Linked DNA regions of Mus musculus: regions 2 and 3 are each linked to region 1. A link is a contact called in public Hi-C and HiChIP or PLAC-seq data. All regions are on one chromosome and are shown on one strand. Each heading gives the region's core, a stretch centred on a gene start, on an enhancer-like site or on the middle of the called end of the contact. The rest is flanking DNA. Distances are from core to core; before and after follow the strand shown. Region 1 overlaps 6720432D03Rik (a long non-coding RNA gene). Region 2 overlaps Gm35835 (a long non-coding RNA gene). Region 3 overlaps Gm35835 (a long non-coding RNA gene).

The links. Hi-C and Micro-C count contacts between places; a contact is called where the count stands out from the background. HiChIP or PLAC-seq counts read pairs in DNA pulled down with a chosen protein or histone mark.
Region 2: a Hi-C map of cerebral cortex shows a contact between it and region 1, with 2.2 times the contacts expected there. The contact joins two enhancer-like sites. A contact is called at or near these places in 2 of 484 Hi-C or Micro-C datasets (the HL-1 cell line and cerebral cortex) and 1 of 9 other capture datasets (embryonic stem cells).
Region 3: a contact with region 1 is called in an H3K27ac HiChIP or PLAC-seq map of embryonic fibroblasts, with 12 read pairs. The contact joins two enhancer-like sites. A contact is called at or near these places in 2 of 484 Hi-C or Micro-C datasets (the N1E-115 cell line and nephron progenitors) and 12 of 115 datasets of contacts at active chromatin or transcription factors (a colorectal cancer cell line, craniofacial prominence, embryonic basal ganglia and 9 more).

The regions. Positions count from the first base shown.
Region 1 is chr9:41,858,568-41,863,358 of GRCm38.p6, reverse strand. All of the region lies in intron 3 of 6720432D03Rik (a long non-coding RNA gene), which reads left to right. Among named protein-coding and RNA genes, the nearest start is that of 6720432D03Rik, 15 kb to the left of the region's middle. Within about 2 kb of position 2,453, at least 85 of the 459 cell types and tissues checked have an H3K27ac peak or open chromatin away from gene starts, as enhancers often do. A contact at or near this core is called in cerebral cortex, embryonic fibroblasts and pancreatic cancer cells, where this site is marked.
Region 2 is chr9:41,662,992-41,667,782 of GRCm38.p6, reverse strand. It overlaps Gm35835 (a long non-coding RNA gene), which reads left to right. Exons shown (of 5, transcript XR_379295.4): 4 at 1,846-1,980. Among named protein-coding and RNA genes, the nearest start is that of Gm35835, 72 kb to the left of the region's middle. Within about 2 kb of position 2,217, at least 28 of the 459 cell types and tissues checked have an H3K27ac peak or open chromatin away from gene starts, as enhancers often do. A contact at or near this core is called in cerebral cortex, where this site is marked.
Region 3 is chr9:41,726,668-41,731,458 of GRCm38.p6, reverse strand. All of the region lies in intron 2 of Gm35835 (a long non-coding RNA gene), which reads left to right. Among named protein-coding and RNA genes, the nearest start is that of Gm35835, 8.4 kb to the left of the region's middle. Within about 2 kb of position 2,123, at least 10 of the 459 cell types and tissues checked have an H3K27ac peak or open chromatin away from gene starts, as enhancers often do. A contact at or near this core is called in embryonic fibroblasts and pancreatic cancer cells, where this site is marked.

The DNA.
Region 1 (4,791 bases), core at 1,204-3,703:
AAATACAAATCGCTGAAATTGGATCCTTCTCTTAGATTTTTACAGACTTTTATGGATGAGGATAGGCCATGATCTAGGCTTTCAAGACATAAATATATCAGTGAATAGGAAAATGTTCCTAAGTGAGAATATTAACATCTTCAGGGATGGTGTCTGTCACCTTTCCTCCAAGGGAACATGCAAGGACTAGATCTGTCTATGTGGTCCACAGAGCACAGCAGTGATGGCTGAGGGGATGAAGGTAAGGATGTGGAAATGGGAGTATTGGGTCTTTGTAGTGTGTGGGAGGAATTATTGGACCATGAAGGAGATGTCAGCTGAGCTTGGCAGGTGGGGTTGAGGACCATGAGAATGGGGGAAGCTTCCAGACTAGAGGGAGTGTGCGTAGACACAGGTGGGAGGAAGGTTCCAAGGCTCTTTACAGAAATGGACCATATCTCATTTCTGGGTAGGCATGGGGCAGAAGTAGGGGAGATAGAAAGAGACAGTGAGGAGATCTGAACCATTTCTGTTACACTGTTATTGTCCTTGTTTGCTTTTCAACAGGGCTGACAAGCAAGAGCCTTTTGTTTCTGCAACAGATAACATAATCACCCAAGCTTAGTACTCCCAGGCAAAACTGGTGCGAGTGGACTGGAGATCCTCAAGGAGAATTTATCTGTCGAAATAGAGTTGCTTTTTGTGTATTTCCATGTTTCCTTCAGTCTTTGAAAATGGATAACCCAGGCACCATCTATAAGACTTCCTATTAGCCATCTTCCAGTACAACGTATTGGTCTTTTCCTGATGGATAGCAAGCAGGGTTTACTGTAAAAGCCTTTTCACGATCGTGATGGAGCATCCTCCATCCTTTCCCCTTCCCATAAAGCCCATCCGCTGACCTCCAGCATTTGATAAAAGCCCTCTCTCATTAGCTCCAGCAGCTGAAGCTGTCTGAGCAGATTCCAGTAAGTATGGCGACACACCATCCATCTAGACGGTGTGGCCACTGCAACCTTAGAGGAACCCAGCAATCCTGTCCTTGCACAGAGTGTGGGCACCTGGGAACTGCGTCAGACTCTGCGAATTCGGGGACTGGTCTTTTAAATATTCTCCATGACATTTCCCTCAATTCACAGCCTGTTTGGATACGGTTTTATATCAGGGTGGGGTCCAAAGCCAAGGTCACTTAAGGAGTCACAGAATCAAAGGATCTCAGAGATGGGAGGTACTAGTGATTATTTGTTTCAGTTGTCTTGGTTTATAAGTGAAGGGCCTGAGGTCAGAAGATGTTGCAGCCACCCAAGTCGGTTAAGGGCAGAGCTTGAACTTGGACTTAGGACTGCAACTCTTTCCACAGGGGAAGGCAGTCCTGTCTCTTAAGTCCTTCTCTGCTTGACCATCTGCTCACCAGAGAGGCCTTGATTCTCCTGTTCTTTCAGGGCCTCTGCCTGTCCTGCATGCTACTCTGATAACAGGGCTTTCTTGCTATAGAAGGCCTGTTCACTAGGGAGGGATCAGGCTCCAGGGAGCTCTGTAGGTAGAAAGTGGTGTCTGTGTGTTTTCTGGATGATTGGACCAGTCCTAGCACCTTGGGGAGTCTAGTTTCCTCTCTCCTCTACTGCAGACTGTGCACTGCCAGTTGAATTACTGCTGCTAGGAACAAGGATGTGCATTCAATGGAGGGATGTCACAAGTGACCATGTTACCCGCTAGAGGATTAAAAACAAACATGGGGGGAGTTTGAGGAGCAATTGGGCAGACAGAAGGAGTGGAGATCACAAGAAAAGAGGACATGAAAAGGCAGAGTCCTAGTTGCTGCTTCAATGTAAATGTGTCCAGAGTGAGGCGCTCATGTTAGACCTATGCAAGGGAGTTCACCAACTGATTGAAAAGAGAAAGAGGACATGGATCCAAAGGGGAGTCCTCCCAGAGACTCCTACCATCCCTTCCTTGCTGGCACTGTTTGCAGGGGAATATGGATTCAGTTTGTGCAGCTGCCGGAGGAAGGAGGCATTAGCCTGGAGACCTTACAGTGAAACAGCTCGCATTGCAGAAGCAGACAGATGAGGGCCTATCTCCCACTCTCTGCAGGTGGGGACAGCCCCTGACATAAACGCAACACTTTGTTCACGTCTCTGCCTTTTCATTTTCTTATGGACATTTCTCAACCAAGGCAGGGCCCCACCTCAAGACAGCTCAGATGCCCCCTCTGCCTCCCAAGGGGTTTGGTGTCTTCAGCAAGCAAAGGCACAGCTAGCAGTAAGCCTCCCTTCCCATCTTCCATAGCGCCCTGGGGGGGGGGGGGAAGCAGGGGAGCAGGGGGCAGGTAATTGTGGCTGTAAGCCATGGTGCTGCAGTGGCAGTCTCTGCTCTAACTTTACCCTGTTTCCCAAGGAAGCCCCAGGGAATCTGGACAAGTTGGGGCTGGGGCACAGATACTGGAGAAGGGGTGGGGACAGGACGGCACCCAGCAGATTTCCTGGCACTGTGCCAGGCCAGAGCTGCCTGCTGTGTGCAGGAAATATTCAACATTCTGTGTCTTAAAGAGAGAGCCTGGAAAGGCTCCAAGACTATACTTAATACATCTGCTGGGAGCTACACAGACGGAAACTGGGGGAGGGGGTGTGCAGGAGGGGGGGGTCGGCTGTCGTCTGCAAAAATAACCCTTGCAGGTCCAGCAAAGCACACAGCATCCACAGGGCACAGGTAATAAGCTTGTGCAAAAGTTCTCTCTTAGCTCCAGTTTTGTACACACACAATTCAAAGCTCATTTGTAGCATCAGATCTGTGTTTCTGCTTTATGATCCCGGGAGGTAGGAAGGGAATGTTATTTTAGTTGCTAGAGTATGGATCGGTTTGTTTCCTTTAGCACATAGCCAAACAGAGGGATGGATGGTCAAGTCTTCATCTCACAGAGGAGGGAGCTGATTCAGAAAAACTAAGTTTACCTCTTGTAAGTCCAAGGCTCTGAGTTCAAGCTTGTCCTCTACCCCTCGATGTCTATACCCAAAAAAGAGCAGCCAGGTTCAACAAGCACTGGATAATCCTAGTAAGTGTTTTCACTATACTCTCCATCACAGTCTAGTTTGGGAAAAGACACTGCCCTCCTCCCACCCTCCTAAGGCACCTCTCGTGCAGGGGGTGAGATGGTTAGAAACTAGTAACCGAGGAGGCTTTTGCCATCAGACATATACTCTGAGGCAATTGCAAAGTCCACAGAAGCCAGCAAAGAAACAGACTGACTTAAAGTGATAACTCTCCAGAGGGCTTTGCCCCATGGAGAAAGAAACAGCACACAAACAGCCTCCTTTCTTTAACCTATCCCCACACACACCAGGAAAGAGAGAAACGTCTCTCTCCTGTGTCTCAGTCTCCCAGTCCCATGCTCAGCAGCCTGGTGCTGACTCATTTCCGAAGCTTTGCAGCTCTTAGGTCTTTATCTTCAACTGTAGACTATGTTAAAATATGCTTAAGTTAAAATATGGTGTGGGAAAGATGTGTGCGGAAGCTAAGGGTAGTAGGTGAGTATCCATGAGGAGAGGGAATGAATGTATATAGATGAAATGGATGAAGATGCCAAGCTCTCTGGGGTTTGTATGGAAGAAGAAGGTGACCAGGGAGAGAGAAAAGAAAAAAGAACAGGTGACCTTGAATGTTAAAAAGATGCTTGTTTGCAAAACTTGTTTCCCTTCTTTGAATATGCTCCTGCATCACAATAAACATGCCATACATATACTTATGCCAGCATATCGTGCATATAGATGTATATATAGATTATGCACACACATATACTCACATACACATGTGTGCATGCGTGTATACACACACACACACACACACACACATCCCCATCTTTATTCTTTAAACCCATCACATGCTCTTCCCTCAACAATTCCATAACCATCTTCGTCTCACTCTTGCAAGCACAGAATGATTTGTGTAACTTGACAGCTGTGAGCTTCAAATTTTATTAAACATCTGCCTTGTTCACAGCCTGTTGTTTTTTTTTTAAGATCTTATCTAATTGCCTTGTGTCACAGGGGCTACCATCTTGTCCATGTGCAAAAGATATAAATGTAGCCACATCACCAAGAAGCTGGATAAAATGCAAGGGATTGTGTTGGTCGTGTTCTGGTAGAAGAAGAGTAGATTATAGAATAATCATTCTATGATGTGTGTTTGCATGGTTTACAAGGTAGACACATGCACTTGTATCTTTAAATGCTATAGGTATTTCGTTGGCCTGAACACATCCCTTAAATTACCTTGGCAGAAGAGAAAGGTGGTGGGGACTTCATAAGGTAGGGCTTATTGGAAGGTGACTAATGCTGACTCGCCAAAGGGAGTGAGTTCCCAAAAGAGTGAGTTGTCACATAAAGAACAAAGTCACCTCTCCCTGCTCTCCACCTTCTCGTCTCGTCATGGGAATTTACTGGCTCCTCGTACCCCAGAGGGGCAGGAACATTTATGGTTAGTGATGGGATGGGCCCTTACTCATCTTTCCATCTCCAGATTTTTTTGAACGAGTAGGTGAATGAGTGAAGTAGCTCTCATACATACGGATCTGGTATGGTTCCTTGTACAAAGGAAAAACGCAGTGACATCATACGAAAATAGAGGCACAGGTCAGCTGGCTTGCCTTCCACGGCTGTTGTTCACTTAAATATCTCAGAGCCTGCAAACTCATCTTTATACAGTTTCTACCAACCCCAAGAAGAAAATAGAGAACATATGAAAACCTTGTAACACCTCAGGAAGGCAGAGCAATCGCCATGGAGCCCGGAGTTTAGATATCAGCCCTATCTTTTC
Region 2 (4,791 bases), core at 968-3,467, 200 kb after region 1:
TACCTGGGAAGGAATTCATTGACATATACAGCAAGGTAAAAGAGGGAATTTAAAGATAAGAAGGGAGAGTTATTAAAATAATAATAAAATATATACAGAGGTAGCATGCTTAATGAGCATGGTAGAATTGAAATCTTTGTCTATAGAAGGAAACAGTTCATTAGAAATAGAGAAGCTGGGCTTTTGTCTGGTTCCATCTTTACTGGAGTAATGCAGAACCTTATACAAGTTCAAACTTTTTGGTACTATCTCGGCACAATCACAAAAAAACCTCACCCAAAGCTTCTGTAAATAGAAAATAGTAGATGGGAAGGAATGTAAAGATGTGTAAGTGAGCAAGCTCACTCCAGAGAGTAAACATTGTGTCTGAAGTCACAGGATGCAAAACATAGACTGCCCCAGTAAGTTCTCCAGGAGCCATTAGTTAACATAATGGAGATATAAGCAAAGATAATCAATGCAAGACACATCATAACAGAGCAGAACTCGCTCCACTCCTCTGTACTTGGCCCATTGGTAAAGGCACAGGATCCATTCTGTGTACAAACTCTCATTACTTGTTAGAGGCCTGGATTGGAGTCTTATGTAGAGATGTCAGAGGCATTGTTTAGGCGAGGCAGGAAAGAGGGAGGCTGGACTCAAATGGATCCAGGTTTAGCTCTCTTTCTCCTTCTGTTTTAGCAGACAAATAATCTGTTGCAACTTTGCCGCTTCTCTTGCATGGCTTGGCTCTGTACCCATGCACCATTTTGTTCTAGGGGATGCCTAGACGGATTCTTCACAGAGACCCGTGAGTTATTACTACCAAAAATAAATGTAGGATACAAAGGGCAGGGGAAGAGGTAAAGCAGTCTTTCAAACTCCAAAGCCGGTTGAATTTTCTAAGAATTGTATTAAAAAATCTTCCTTTGTTTCTGAACCATATCATCATGGGATGACTAAGTCTCTGCTTTCTTTGTGTACATAAAGAAACCTTCCAAGCACACTGTGCTTGCTGTTACACAAATGTCCTCATATATAGTAACCTATCGTAGTGTCTGGCAAACGGTAGTTATTCAGTATAGCCATACACTGCAAGATTCTTCTGTTTGAATTGTCCACAGGTATGATGGTGGTCCCATAAGATGACATGGTCTAGTGATACCATAGCCATCTTAGTTCTAAGCCTGGTTTGGTTATATAATAAAAATGCCTAATGACACATTTCTTAGAAATAATGCATGATAGGATATGTTTTCCTCATTGGCTGGCAATCCTGCTTTTTTTTTTTTGAAGTTTATATGGTAGACAAAAGGTTGTCATCATAGAGATAATTGGAAATGAGGGTCCAAAAGTCATATACCCGTGAGAACTCCCGACTCCCCTCATCTTTGAGGACACCCCTCAATACTTACATTTAACTTTATCGTTTCCTTTGAAGCTATGCACTTTAGGTATATGTGTTTTCTTATTATTTTCTCTGTTTCTCCTTCCCCCAAGTTTCTTCAGCCCTTGGAATTCCCCACAATGGTGACTGACACCCACATTTATCTAGGCACTCCCAACACCTGGGGATTAAAGAATGCCTTCCAGGCTACCAGTTTGAGTAAAGACTATTGTGACTATAGAATCTCGAAGAAAAAAATTACCATGAGGAGGCACACTGGAGATACATCCTGTTTCCTGAAGAACCTATGTCTACAACCCCTGTGGTTGAGTTAGTTGTAATAGCCAAATCAGGAGGAACGTCTCTGGGTGGGAGGGCCCTCAGAACACCCACTTTCCAGTTTCGCTTTATTGTATGGCCAAGAAATGGAAACCACCAAATGTTTCTTTGCCTTTATTTTGTATGGTGGTTCCCCCTAGACTTCCGGACCTCTCCATGACCTTTGCTGCATGCATGAGGAGAAACGGCCTGCTAGAACAGATCTGCAAAGGATTGCTCTGCCTGAGGCTGCCTGAGCTTACAACTGCAGTCTGAAGGGATAAGGAACTTGAAAGGTGGGTATCCCACTTGGACTCTCCAACCTCCCGTCGGACATTTCAGCTGAATGGTAACCATAATGGGTATAAGAAAGAACAAAGCCATTTCCCAAATCTGCCTCCCCCGCCTCTCTCTCGCCCAGTACGCCATGCTTCCTGTTTCCCTAGTAATGAAAATGTGTTCATCTGTCAAGGGGAAAGCTGCCCCACTGTCTTAGGTGCAGAGAACTCCAATCACAGCAGCTGCTGGGACCAGACCGAGAGCCAAGCTCCTCATTTGTTTTGGCTAACACTGAAGAATCCGTTTAGGCATCCCCTAGAACAAAATGGTGCATGGGAACAGAGCCAAGCCATGGAAGAGAAGCGGCAAAGTTGCAACAGATTATTTGTCTGCTAAAACAGAAGGAGAAAGAGAGCTAAACCTGGATCCGTTTGAGTCCAGCCTCTCTAACATATTCTCCACTTGCAACACAGATGATTTCCTCTAATATCGCTCAACAGGTGCTAAACTGTAGCTTTGCTGAAGATTAATCATGCAGCCTTGGAAACCACACTAAAAAATACCAAGACGGCTCCCAGGATTTATAGGCTCTTTCTCCAGAGTACTCAGCACAGAGTATATATAAACAGCATGCATAGTATTACACATATGTATATTAAATGTATAGTGAGTCCTTGCCAATGCAATCCTGCGGAAAATCTCATTGCCTTCTGTATCCACTAGGCACTCTGTGCATGTATGAAGTACATTGCATACCAATAGGAAATTATGCTTGCATGTGCATCTCCTCTTAGGTTATGTGTTTTTTATGCCGTGTCTTTCACTGAACTCTCATTTTATGAAGTAGACACTCCAGACATATGTATGTTAGAGCCTGTGCTTGCTGCCTCCAACTTCTCCAATACGTATCAAGTCAATCTCACAATGTCTCTAGGGAGGACACAGTGAACATGGTCATTCTGTTGAAAAATTTCCAGCACTGTTTATATTAAAAGCTTCACCGAGTCCCCTGTTTTGCTATATTACAAATAAAACCCAAGACTGTGTAGTTTTACATGATTCAGACTGTTCACGAAGTGAAGTCCACGCTACAGGTCATTTAGTAGACAAGCGATGAAGGATGTAGAGCCTGGGAGTAAGGCGAGGCTTTGCTTTTCCCCTAAATTGGCCAGAATATGGATAACCTTGAACTCTGGTTGGATGCTGATAATCTGATTAGAGAGGGAATTATGAAGGCAAACTCTAAGCAAGATGGACAGACAGAGAAATATCTTAGGATCCTTAAGTGACTCAAGAACTTTGAGGGACTATCCCAAATCTGACTAGGTTTTATAAGAGTGTCTTCATGGGGACAGTACAGCGTGTGTGGGCCTTTATCTTAAAAAATACCCAAATAAGTACTTTTCTGGGACAAAATAAGCCAGAACCCAGTCATAATGGGCGGAGGGAGTGATAGAGTCATAGTGGGCGGAGGGAGTGGTAGAGGTGTTCTATCTGAATTTCTAAGTCTTAGGACAAGGCTGTGATCTAGAAGGAATAAAAGAACATGCCCACTGGGTAGAGACTCTATTCTGAACAAGCTCCAGACTGGGGAGCATGGAGGGTAGAGTCAAGCTTGTAAGCCCCTCGTGATTAGATCTTCCTCCTTGAATACTCTCCTTCCAGAGCCACAGTGCTAGCCTAGCTGAAGCTCCCACAGCGACAGCCCTCTGCTGTGAGGAAGAGTAGTTTTGTACTTTCTTGTGACTGGAAACAACCAGTTAATTCTGTCCAGACCCACCAAGAAGAGGGAAGAAAAAAAAATCCTTTCATCTTGACCCTTCCTATGTATCTCCTGCTTACTTCCCTAGGCTGAGTCATACTTCCATATTATTTCAACAGGAAAATGGGCAATTTCTTTTACTTGATACGTTGTGTTCTATCCACAAATTGATCTGATCCCATTTGGTTGGAATTATTAAGTACAGTAAAAATAATGGGATACTATTGTGTTATTTCTGGTTTCGTTTCTTCCCACACCATGACATCTTGGCACTGATGAAAACTGTTCAACGTTCGGATCATTGAACTCCATCTCGATAAATATTGGATTTAGTAGCAGGATGCTAGAGCAAAGCTTTGCTATTTCAAGATGGCCACTTGGCGCTCCATTGTCAGAGCCTGTCTGGGGTGACATCTCAAAGATCAGCATTACTGGAGCAAACACAGAAGAATGGTAGACTTATTCAGCATAAAAGTGACATTTATGTCAAACAAGCATGGATTGAAATAAACGATTCATTTACAAGAAGCCCACTGCATTTAGCAGGAAATTCTGCATAATGCATGCAAACCTGTGCTAACACCCCAGGAGCCAAGCTCTGAATTATTACCAAAGAGTTCAACTCAACCCAACTCAACCCAACTCAACCCAACCAAAGGCATTACAAATGTGCATGTGTAAAAACCCAAAGTCTCTAAGACAAAAGGCCTACATGGCAGGTGTCAATATTGCACCAAGGCAGCCGTGGGAACCCACAGTCGGAGTACTGCAGACTTAAAACTGATTTGTTCCAGTGAGGCTCTCAAATATCAAATGCATGCGTTTGCAAAAACTTCGCCTGTTTATTTAATTCTTTTAAGTATGTCCTTATAGCTCACTGTACTTCCTTGAGGTTGAAATTTAGTCCTCTGTAATGGAAGGACAAAACTTGGAAGAACTTGATGGGTTTTGAACTTCTGACAAAGCATATTTAAAGGGGCCCTTAAACAGTTGATAATTCTTACCTGACACTGGAGCCTGGACAACTAGGATGTGAATTCATTTGGGCTTTAAAACAAGAACTTAC
Region 3 (4,791 bases), core at 874-3,373, 130 kb after region 1:
ATGTAAACACAAGCATATCATGTATAGAATTCAAATGGTGCTTAGTTATCTTAAGATGAGAAGACAACATAATAAGATAGCTTGCTAGTAACTGAGTTTAAGGCTTATGGGTTCTGCTCTGTAATATAAAAGAATAAACTACGTGCAAAGCTACCTCTTTTTTTTTTTTTTGGTCCCACTATTGTTTGTTTCTAGCTACCTTCATCAAGCCCACAGGTTGTCTCATTATTTGGGCTTGTCCCTCAGTTGTTGCTGGAATTATTAGGGGATATAAGGAAAGTGCTGGAGGGGAGGGGAATACCATTCAGTGAACATCTACTGTGCTGGTAGCATGAGGTGTGTGTGTGTGTGTGTGTGTGTGTGTGTGTGTGTGTGTGTGTGTGTACACAGTTACAAATGTCTATAGCACATACTTTAGTCCTTAAAATAATCCTGTGTTTTGTTACTAATTAACAAATGAGGGTTTTGATATAAAAGGAGACTAATTACTCAAATGCCTACTAACTAATAGAGAGATTAAATAATTTGAACCCAGGCTCTCAAGTCTTTTTTTCTTGAGTCTAAACACATGGGGTATGTACTGGCATGGTAGGGTGAATCTGGTCAGTCGGATGTATCCTGTATCAGTCGTAACTGAGGACGGGAATTGGGTAGTAGAAATTTTGAAATCCTGAGACCACCTTGAAGAATTAAAGGTGAGTATAAATCTTTTCAGCCACATCTATGAAATGCATGGATCAAATCATGTGAAATTGCCAACATTTGACATATTTCTATTTATAAAAATGAGAATTCAAATGATTTAAGCTAATGGAAGATGTATGATTGGTCCTGAGGTGCACTCAATATGAGGATTGGAATTAAGATCTGGTGATTAAAATCAAAACAGAGAGGGGTCATTTCCCTCGGCTCCAAAAGCTACACAGTCCACAGTTCTAAGATAACTGAATTGGTAGCCCCGAGCAAAATTTGTTTTATGTGGTACTGGAGATTGAATCCATACCTTCCTGCATACCATGTAGGCATGTTACATCCCCAGGCTTTTAGAACACTTCTCTCTAGAGGAGAAAGAGGAGCTATTTCTAATTCTCTTGAAGTCCCATTGGCACTAGGATGTGAGATACAGGCTTAAACCTTTTTCCTGGTTCTTTCAAGTCATGGAGAAGTCCATAACCCATTGTTATGGACTGAGTTTCACACACACACACACACACACACACACACACACACACACACACACACACACACACACACAGATAAAGACAGAGAGAGAGACAGGAGACAGAGAGAGATGATGGTTATACCTAGTACTAGGCTCTGGATTTATTTATATAATATCATATGTAGAATATGATGATTGCAGATGTATTAGTTAACATAAAGACATACTGGAGAAGGATGGAAATAATATCCAATATGATCAATGCCCTTCAAAAAGAGATGAGAGACAGAGATATCTATGGAAAAGACAGCCAGTCATTTGATGACACAGAGTGATGTACCTGTTAACCAAGGAAAGACAAGAGTGCCAGCCAACCCCAGAAAGTGATGTATCCTTTGGGAACTCCACTGCTTTGAACAGATCGCAAGGTGTGCTTTTAAGAGTCTAGGTAGGTTCACCCTTGAGCTTTGGAGAAAGCAGGGTCCTGCTAACGTCTTGATTACAGGTCTCAGCTGCCATAAAATTCGGGTAGCAAACCTCTTCTGCTTGAAGTTGCTTACTCTGTGACACTCTATCATGGAAAGTTTAGGAAATGGGCCCATCCACCTATAGATTCCCTGCCAACCCCATGTTCTTTTATTAGGAAAATAAAGTCCTCTTGGGAAAAGAAAATAGACATTATACTTCAGAAAGCCTAATTCACTAGGCTCCTTTCCAGAATGTTCTGGAGAGTCTGAAGATTTTCTTTCCAGAACTATGAGTTTAGAGGCTGTGCCTGCAAACACTTTCTCAGCAGGAGTTTTATTGATGGTTACCTGTGTGTTCAGCCTTACTCATATCTATGAACTTTTAACCAAATGGGCTGCCTTTCCTGGAAACAGCATGGCCAGGGAGTGGGTGGGATCCTCTCTAGTAGCCACATCTAACTAATCCAGGAAGCATTCAGCAGTTATATGATCATTAGTCAGACAAAGTCATAAGTTAGCCACAAATACACTCACGCAACATTTACTGAGTATCCGCCCTGTATTATATTAGGGTGAAAAGACTTCCAAGGCCTGATCTTGTTGACTGCTCTGTTGTTAAAATTAACTTATGTTATGTGTAGAGATAGTTTGTCTGTATGTCTGTCTGCACACCATGTATGTGTCTGGTGCTTGAGGAGGTCAGAAGGAGGCATAGTATTCCCTGGGACTGGAGTTAATAATCTCTGTGAGCTGCCGTGTGAGGGCTGGGAATTGAACTCAGGGCCTCTGAAAGAGAATTCAATACTCTTAACAACTGAGCCACCGCACAAGCCCTGTGATGGTTGGATTTAATGTCAACTTGCCCCAAAGTAGGATTTCCGGAGTAGGAAGCTTCAGCTGAAGAACTGTCCTGATCGCCTTCATTGATTTGGGGAGCTCCATTCAGGGAAGACTCTTGGCTGTTTGCTCACTTGGTTTTTCCTCATTCCCCTTGTTGCTGAAGATGTAGACTCCTGTTTTTATCATGGGCTGAAGACCAGTGGCTCTCCAGGAACCCCTGAGGTTTTGGGCACTCTATTTAGATTCCTGAGGCACCCAGTCTTGTAGACTAAGCAACTTCCAAGATGTTGGCTTCTCCAAGTAACACAAGCACCGTGGGACTGCTCCAACTGTTGAGGCACCAAGCCCCAAGGTTCTTAGCCTCTCAGGTATGAAGCAACTGCTGTCTCACCTATGGGTTCTGGTCCTCTAGAAAATCCTGACTGAGATATATGGCTCTCTGGAGTTTAAAGTGACCAAAGTGAAACTAGGGTTTAACTTAAATGTCAAGAGTCACATCACAACTAAGAGGGTAGTTATCAAGCTTGAACCCAGTTCCCTTCCCTTCCCTTCCACCCCTTCCTCCCTCCTTCCCTTCCCTTCCACCCCTTCCTCCCCCTTCCCTTCCCTTCCACCCCTTCCTCCCTCCTTCCCTTCCCTTCCCTTCCACCCCTTCCTCCCTCCTTTCCTTCTTTCCTTTCTTCCCTTTCTCCTCTTCCCCTTATCCTCCCCCTTTCTCTTTCTGAAATAGTCTCTCAGCATAACATAAGCTGATCTTGAACTTGAACTTGCTTCAGTCTCTCAGTGCCAAGATTACAGGCCTGTACAACCATGCCTGGCTTTGGATTTAGTTCTTTTGACACTAAGTTCAGAGGTAAGAAGGTAAAATGGACATCTTTAGCCAGGTGCCACAGCATGGGAAAATGAAATCCCACTAAGCCTAAGAATCAAAGAAGTCATACACAAATACCACACACTGCTGGGCACAATGGGAAAGCTCCGAGCAGGTCTGACTTTGGGGTTCATGGATGATGCGAACAGGATTCTATCATCTACTGGTCTGTGTTTGTGGTTAGGAACTGAGCTGCATTGTCCTCAATGGATATGTGGGTAGAACACTATCTCTGTCGTTGAGCTGATGTAAGAGTTACCTTGCACGTACACGTACACGTACACATGCACATATATAGGAGATGTTAGCTTATCAAAGCAGCTGACCTAGTGTTTTCTGACTTGGTGCTATCTTGGAAGGCTATAGGTTTCTTGCAAACCCTACTACTACTCTGACTAGAATGCAAAAATATGCTGCTACATACTTACATCTTAAAAGCAGCCATTTCATTTTTGAACATTTACTTTATTTTTGGATTTGTGCCTGTGCGTACATGCCTGTGTTTATGCACACTTGTGTGGGGGTGCCCTCAAAGGATAGAAGAGTGTGTTCTATCCTCTGAAGCTTGAGTGGCAAACAGAAACAGTAGTGAGCTGCCCGGAATGGACACTGGGAACTGAACACAGGTCCTCGACACAAGCAGCAGCTGAGCTCTCCCTCCGGCAGCCCCTCCCACTTGATTGTTCAAAATTAACGAACAAAGCATTTTCCAAAGCATCTCAGTATTCATCTACTTAATCATGGGGTGCTGTTTGGTTGCAGCCTATGCCATGCCTGTCTCATCTGACACAATGCACCCAACGATGTTGTCCCCTTCAGGGGAGTGCTGCTGGGATTTCTGGTCCTCAGTATCTTCTCTGATCAAAATCTCTAGGTGGAAGAGGGAGTTAGACCCCATGGAGCTAGAGAACATTGCTGAGAACAAAGTTTGGTGTCATAGCCAGCTTTCTTATTATATGTTTTTCTTTTACCAGCTTGTGTTGTTAATTCAGTTTCTACCCCAGGACATTTGCATAGACCTGTCCTTTACTTAGCTTCACCAGCCACTCTTCATGGAAAAGGACCCTCTGACACCTTATCTAGAATAGCAACTGTCTGTACACTGATCAGTTTTTCCTTCACCCAACAGGCAAATGGACAGAGACCCAGGATTATATCATGGGCTTTTTCATTTGTATGTGAATCATGGGTTTTCTTCATACTCACTTGCCCTTAAACTCTGCGTTATCTGGAGGGTGTGTGTATGAAGACCAAGTCTTTATGTTAGTCTTTGATATATCACCAAACTCCTGGTGGTGCCAGGCCTATAGCTCAGGAGATATTCACTTCTGCTGGAAATGATTCCACCTGGGATGTTGCTAGTGGAGACACACCACAAAGCCTTTGCTAATGGACACCTCCCAGCATCCCTCACTCTGTATTCCTCTCAATCTGCAGCCAGTGCACGGCCC